2 separate regions of the Zea mays genome follow, and region 1 is linked to region 2. A link is a contact called in public Hi-C data. All regions are on one chromosome and are shown on one strand. The core of a region is the stretch at or near the end of the contact, and the rest is flanking DNA. Distances in the headings are between cores, read along the strand shown. Region 1 holds the start of LOC100384307. Region 2 holds the start of LOC100281391.

The links. A called contact is a pair of places that touch in the nucleus more often than the background predicts.
Region 1: a Hi-C map of leaf mesophyll shows a contact between it and region 2, with 4 times the contacts expected there. The contact joins the promoter of LOC100384307 here to the promoter of LOC100281391 in region 2. A contact is called at or near these places in 3 of 25 Hi-C or Micro-C datasets (bundle sheath, endosperm and leaf mesophyll).

What each region holds. Positions count from the first base shown.
Region 1 is chr7:6,575,372-6,578,586 of Zm-B73-REFERENCE-NAM-5.0, forward strand. It overlaps LOC100384307, which reads left to right and starts at 1,594. Exons shown (of 12, transcript NM_001398815.1): 1 at 1,594-1,665; 2 at 1,760-1,984.
Region 2 is chr7:6,244,150-6,247,819 of Zm-B73-REFERENCE-NAM-5.0, forward strand. It overlaps LOC100281391, which reads left to right and starts at 1,405. Exons shown (of 1, transcript NM_001154309.2): 1 at 1,405-3,601. The coding sequence starts at 1,582. The coding sequence ends at 3,303.

The sequences.
Region 1 (3,215 bases), core at 344-2,843, 330 kb after region 2:
ACCCTATGCTTGTTAAAAAGAAGAATGGAAGCTGGAGGATGTGCGTCGATTACATCGGGCTCAACATGGCATGCCCCAAGGATCCTTTCCCTCTCCCGTGCATCGACTAGGTTGTTGACTCCGCCGACAGGTGCGAACTCCTCTCTTTTTTGGATGCCTACTCAAGCTACCACCAAATTTCCATAAATGAGGAAGATCAACACGCCACCACCTTCATCATCCCCTTCAGAACATTCTGCTATGTCTCCATGCCATTTGGATTGAAGAACACCGGAGCCATGTACCAGCGGTGCATGCTCCAGTGCTTCGTCGAACAAGTCAGACGCAACATAGAGGTTTACGTCAATGACATTGTTGTGAAGACCAAGAAGTTTGATGATCTCATCGCTGATCTGGAGGAGATGCTCGCCAACCTATGAAGATTCAAAATCAAGCTAAACCTCGAGAAGTGCGTCTTCGGGGTTCCCAAAGAAAAACTCTTCGGTTTCATGGTCTTGGACCGAGGGATCAAAGCTAACCGAGAGAAGGTAGAAGCTATCCGATGCATAAGGGCTCGAATAAGATCAAGTGGGAGCCACACCCTTGAATAAGGGCTCAAATAAGAACTAATGAAGAGTGCTGACTCTTTTCTACCTTAAAAAATATCATTATATTTGTAACCCTTGATTTACTTTAAACACTTGTTTTAATACAATTAAATTCTTTTTTTATATTATTAGAACTGACGCTTTAGGGTCGGAATTTATACCCTGTTTGGATGTAGATATTGGAGCACGAAATTAGAAATTGGAATTAACTTTCCAGAATTATATTGTTTCACATGGAATTAAAATTTAGAATAAGAGACCCAATTCCTTTAAATTGGACTATAACTAAAAACTCTATCTCACAATATAGAGCATCACCCTTTTGTATTACGTGGAATTGGACCACACAATTCTAAACTCCAATTCAGTGACATCCAAACAATAGAATTGGAATTACATCTCATTTCAATACCATGACTGATTTAGACCATGTTTGGTTCACTGCCTAACTTGCCACACTTTAACTAACTTTTCTGCTTAAATTTAGTTATTCAATTCGGACGACTAACTTTAGACAAAGTGTGACACATTTAGTCACGAACCAAACAGTCCCTTAGTATTAAACTTAATTTAATTTTATACCTTCTAATATCAACATCCAAACTGAGTATCAGGGTAAAACTTTTGCACAGCTAGCTCCTGGCAGGCAAAGCGAAGCTTACACAGACAGGGAAGGAAGCAACCGAAGCAGCCAGGAAGCAGCCGTTGGCAAGGCGCAGTCCCTCTCACCTCACATTCCCCGTCTGGGCATCTCCCTCGCATCTCCTCCACAGGCCACAGCGCCACCGCGGCGGCGTGCCTTTTACAAATCCGAGGGGCGTAAGGAATTCCGCCGCGTCCTCCCAGAAGAAAAACAAAAGCGACAAGCGGCTCGCCCTGCGGGAGGACCCGACGACAGCTCACTCGCGTGCGCCACCCATCCACCTCCCCGAGACCCGACCCAGATCTCATCTCGCGCGCGGCGGTCCATGGCCACCGCCGCCACCGCTTCCCACCCGGCTTCCGCCTCCACCTCCGGCCGCGACGCTCTCGCCGCCGCCTCCTCCTCCCCCGCCGCCGTCTGCCTCGTCCCGTTCAGGTAACTTCCCTTCCCCCCTCCCCGTGCGCCACTCCCACTCGCTCGGTGGGAGCTGGCGTTCCTGATTTGACAATGCGGTACGGTGGACGTGCAGGTGGTGGGCGCGGGTGCGGGAGGAGGAGGCGGCGGGCGGGGTGCAGTACGCGGCCACCGCCGCCGCGTCGCCCTCCTACTACGGCCTCAGGCTGCTTCACAGCTTGCTGCACCCGGATCTCGTCCTGCGCCTCGAGCGCGGGGAGTGCCGCGCCGGTGGCGGGAACGGAGGCGGGCGCAGCTACGCGCTCGTCCCGGCCGACGAGCTCTCCAGGGCGCTCGCCAGGTGAGCTCCTCCGCGCCTTTCCTCTGTGCCTGCGGCTTGTAGGGGTCCCAGATTTTGATGCACCAGCTCAACGGCTGCCCATCCGTAGCAGCGCGATGGTGCAGCTTGCAGTGTTTAGGATGTACTGTACTGAATGAGGCAATGATTGATATAGTATATTCAGCTGTAGTGTAGTTAGTTGTCAACGTAGTGATTGTAGCGGCAAGTGAATCTCGTCCTGAGTCCTGACACCATTTTTAGTTGTGATCAATTGGGCCTTAAGGTTTTCAGTGTTCACACGTGTCTCTAGCAATGTCTTAAGCTTGAGCGCACTTCCCCAAGTCCAGTCTCGGTATGCAGCACCGATCAAACCTGAGGCACGAGTGTTCAGCATTGTTCATGAGAATGCTGTCCTCATCTAGATGGGCAAGGTGATACCAACTTGCTAGGGAGATGAGGGCATGCGTGTCGGAGCAAATCCTTTATTAGTTGCTGACTTGGCGTGTTGTGTGTGTTTTCGACACGTGTCCTGCCGTTGCTAGTTTTGTCAGAATTCCATGCACGACGAGCACTTTGACGATGACATACTAAAACAGGACAATTGCTTATCTCCGGAACACTCAAGCACAACATAGGACTGGTAGTTAAGGCATGCGGTTACTGGTCTATCAAATCTAGCTTTCAAAACCTTACGTGTTTCGCATGCGATATGCTTATGAAGCACATGAAAGGCATGCACTTAGATTTGTGCTGCGTGTTACTTTTGACCAGATTATTGTTGTTCCCTAGACCGGCTGCAGATCTGCTATAATATTTGTGTAATCAAAGCCATGAATGAAATTGTATGTCCTGCTTCATGTTCTTTGAACTTCTCAATTTTACCTCTATCGTCTCACTATGTGGCTGCATAAAAACCATCAAACATCAGAATCTGTAATCCAAGGGAGCCTATCACGTCGCGTTGTATCCTCACATAGAATACATGTGGGCACACTGGTTTCAACTGCAACATGTATGCCTATCTGGTCTGCAATTGTAATTGAATTGTAGGTTTGTCCTGGTTTGTGAATAGAAGCATTGGTTGGGTTCAACACACAGGTTATATTATTATCTGTTTATTTGATAAGTTGGAAGCACCCTTGAGTATCCACAAATGAGTATACCACTATACCTTCATTCATGGAGTCAAATATTTCTCTTTGTTAGAGTATATTGTTAGGGTTTCCATGTATACCCCTATTGTAATGGCCTT
Region 2 (3,670 bases), core at 155-2,654:
TCAAGAAATATTTTTTATCAGTTTTCATTTTTTTTCCTTACGGAGCGTTTGAACCCCTTCATTTTAGAGGAATTGAAATTCACTTAATAAAGTAACTTATTTAGTTTGTATTTGACATTCCACCATTTTCCAAAGTTTAGATATAAGCCTATCTCAAATTCATGGGGTGGAGGATGAGAAATGATTTTATGCATTAGTAGAATTTGTTTCTACTCTGTAACTTACATGACACTCTTCGTCTAACTCCTCTACAATAAAAATGTAGCACATAAATATCTCCGACATCTTGGTAATAATAGTATACAAATATATTTTACATAGAACTGAATTGGCTTAATTGATATATGGCTAAATACTATTCGGGGTGTTTGGATCCCTTTATTTTAAAGGAATTAGAATTCACTCAATAAAGTAACTTATTTAGTTTGGAATTTGACATTCCACCACTTTCCAAAGTTCAGATATAAGCCTATCTCAATTTCATAGGGTGGAGGATAGGAAATGATTTTATGCATTAGTAGAATTTGTTTCTACTTTGTAACTTACATGACACTCTTCGTCTCACTCCTCTATATTAAAAATATACCACATAAATATCTTTGATATCTTGCTAATAATAGTATACAAATATATTTTGCATAAAACTGAATTAGCTTAATTGATATATGCATAAATTACTATTGTTAGAATGAAATTCAATTTCGTTGATCCAAACGGGGCGTTACTAGAATGGAATTCAATTCCAATGATCCAAACGGGGCGTTAACGATTTTGGGTCTCCAAGGAATTTCCGACATGCTGTAGCACAATATAACTCCATGAAGCGGGTTTATTATTATAAACCAGAACCTTATGTCAGAGAACACGATTAAGTTGATGAGGCACAACATAGCCATAATCACCACCAGAGCCGCTGCCGCCGCCGCCATATATTGTCTTCTTAGCAACAAGACGATATATGTTGACAAGAGAAGAGAACCATGCATTATTGTAAATTTTTGGTCGAAAATTTAAGTGCGTGCAAAGTTTTTTTTTTAGAGTCAAAGGAGAGAAAAAAGTGAACTCCATGGGCGTGAATCTGGTACATACAGATGGGTCATGCTTTAGCGGTGGGACGATGAGACAGTTGAGTGCAATTGCGAATTGGCAGAGGTGGGGGCAGCGGACGGACATGCAGCCATGGGCACGCACAGCCCGCAAGCACTACGACCGAACCATCCATCTCTCTAGAACACCCGGACAAGAAGAGGACAGCCACAGACACGGCTGCAGTGCACGCGGCGCGTCCCCGTCCCGCCCTCAGCTCCCGCCACGTCGTCGGCCTCCTCCCCCGTTTGACTGCACCACCCACTCCCCCACCCCAGCGCCTCCTATAAATCCCGCCCCGAACCCGAATCCACCACACCGAAAACCCAACCCCAGCTCGCTCTTCTCTCCCTCACTCCAAGTCTCACCATCCACACAGGCCAGCGCGCAAACGCCACAAAGCTAGCCTTTCTGCTCCCGCTCGATCAGCTGGCTCCGTTGATCACCGGGCCGGGCCACAACCCCCAGCTCTCTGACTGATTAGTTTCCGCTGCAATGGCGTCCTCCATCTCTGCTCCAGCTCCACCGGCGGCTCCGGCCACCGCGCCGGCTTCGGGCAGACCCAAGAAGCCGTCCCAGTTCAACCCCAGCACCGGCAAGACCAGGACCCCGGTCCCCGCGCGGCCAATGCGCGCCGCCGCTCCCAAGTGGAACCCGCTCCAGCGGCTCGCCGCGGCGGCGCTCGACGCGCTGGAGGAGGGGCTCGTCGCGGGCGTCCTCGAGCGCGCGCACCCGCTGCCACGGACCGCCGACCCGGCCGTCCAGATCGCCGGCAACTACGCGCCCGTCGGGGAGCGCCCGCCCACCGGCGAGCTGCCCGTGTCCGGCCGCGTCCCGGCGTGCCTCGACGGCGTGTACGTCCGCAACGGCGCCAACCCGCTCCACGCGCCGCGCGCGGGGCACCACCTCTTCGACGGCGACGGCATGCTGCACGCCGTGCGGCTCCGCGGGGGCCGCGCCGAGTCGTACGCGTGCCGGTTCACGGAGACGGCGCGGCTCAGGCAGGAGCGCGCCATCGGCAGGGCCGTGTTCCCCAAGGCCATCGGCGAGCTGCACGGCCACTCGGGCGTGGCGCGCCTGCTCCTCTTCGGCGCCCGCTCCCTCTGCGGCGTGCTCGACGCGTCCCAGGGGATCGGGGTCGCCAACGCCGGCCTGGTGTACCACAACAACCGCCTCCTCGCCATGTCGGAGGACGACCTCCCCTACCACGTGCGCGTCACCGCCGACGGCGACCTCGAGACCGCCGGGCGCTACGACTTCGGCGGCCAGCTCGACACCGCCATGATCGCGCACCCCAAGCTGGACCCGGCCACCGGCGAGCTCTTCGCGCTCAGCTACAATGTCGTGTCCAAGCCGTTCCTCAAGTACTTCTACTTCACCGCCGACGGCCGCAAGTCCCCCGACGTCGAGATCCCCGTGGACGCGCCCACCATGATGCACGACTTCGCCGTCACCGAGAACCACGCCATCATCCCGGACCAGCAGATCGTGTTCAAGCTCCAGGAGATGGTGCTGGGCGGCTCCCCCGTGGTGTACGACAGGAACAAGACCGCGCGGTTCGGGGTGCTGCCGAAGCGCGCCACCGACGCGTCGCGGCTGCGGTGGGTGGACGTCCCCGACTGCTTCTGCTTCCACCTCTGGAACGCGTGGGAGGACGAGGCCACGGGCGAGGTCGTGGTGATCGGGTCCTGCATGACCCCCGCGGACGCCGTGTTCAACGAGTCCGCCGCCGGCGAGGAGAGCTTCCGCAGCGTGCTGTCGGAGATCCGGCTGGACCCGCGCACCGGCACGTCCTCGCGGCGCGCGGTCCTGAGCGACGCCGACCAGGTGAACCTGGAGGCCGGCATGGTGAACCGGCAGCTGCTGGGCAGGAGGACGCGCTACGCCTACCTCGCCATCGCCGAGCCGTGGCCCAAGGTGTCGGGCTTCGCCAAGGTGGACCTCGAGGCCGGCACCGTCGACAAGTTCATCTACGGCGACGGCCGGTACGGCGGCGAGCCCTGCTTCGTGCCGCGCCCCGACGCCCCCGCGGGCGCCGCGGAGGACGACGGCTACGTGCTGTGCTACGTGCACGACGAGGCCCGCGGTGCGTCGGAAATGCTCGTCGTCAACGCCCGCGACATGCGGGCCGAGGCCGCCGTCAAGCTGCCGGGCCGCGTCCCGTACGGGTTGCACGGCACGTTCATCGCCGGCAAGGAGCTGCAGCGGCAGGCCTAGTGGTGCCGTGCCGTGCTGCGGCTACCTCGTCGATCACGAACTCGACCAACTCACGTACATACACTGATATACACACACAATACAGTAGCTAGCTAGATAGTGACGTGGCAACTCGATTATTTACCGTGTACGTAGTACAGTAATTTGTTCATTATTAGAGCAGTAGAGGGCCGTGTGGGACTGATTTTTGAGGCAGACGCCGGCCCTACATCTTCATGTATATATACAAAAACATATAGGAATCAAAATTGTTGAATTTTAATTTTTGTTCAGAAATAAAAAAGGGGATTTTTTGTTATACATAACTACATATTTTTATTTCTGTATGTATATGTATGCCGGTATACGAACGTATATGTATCCCACG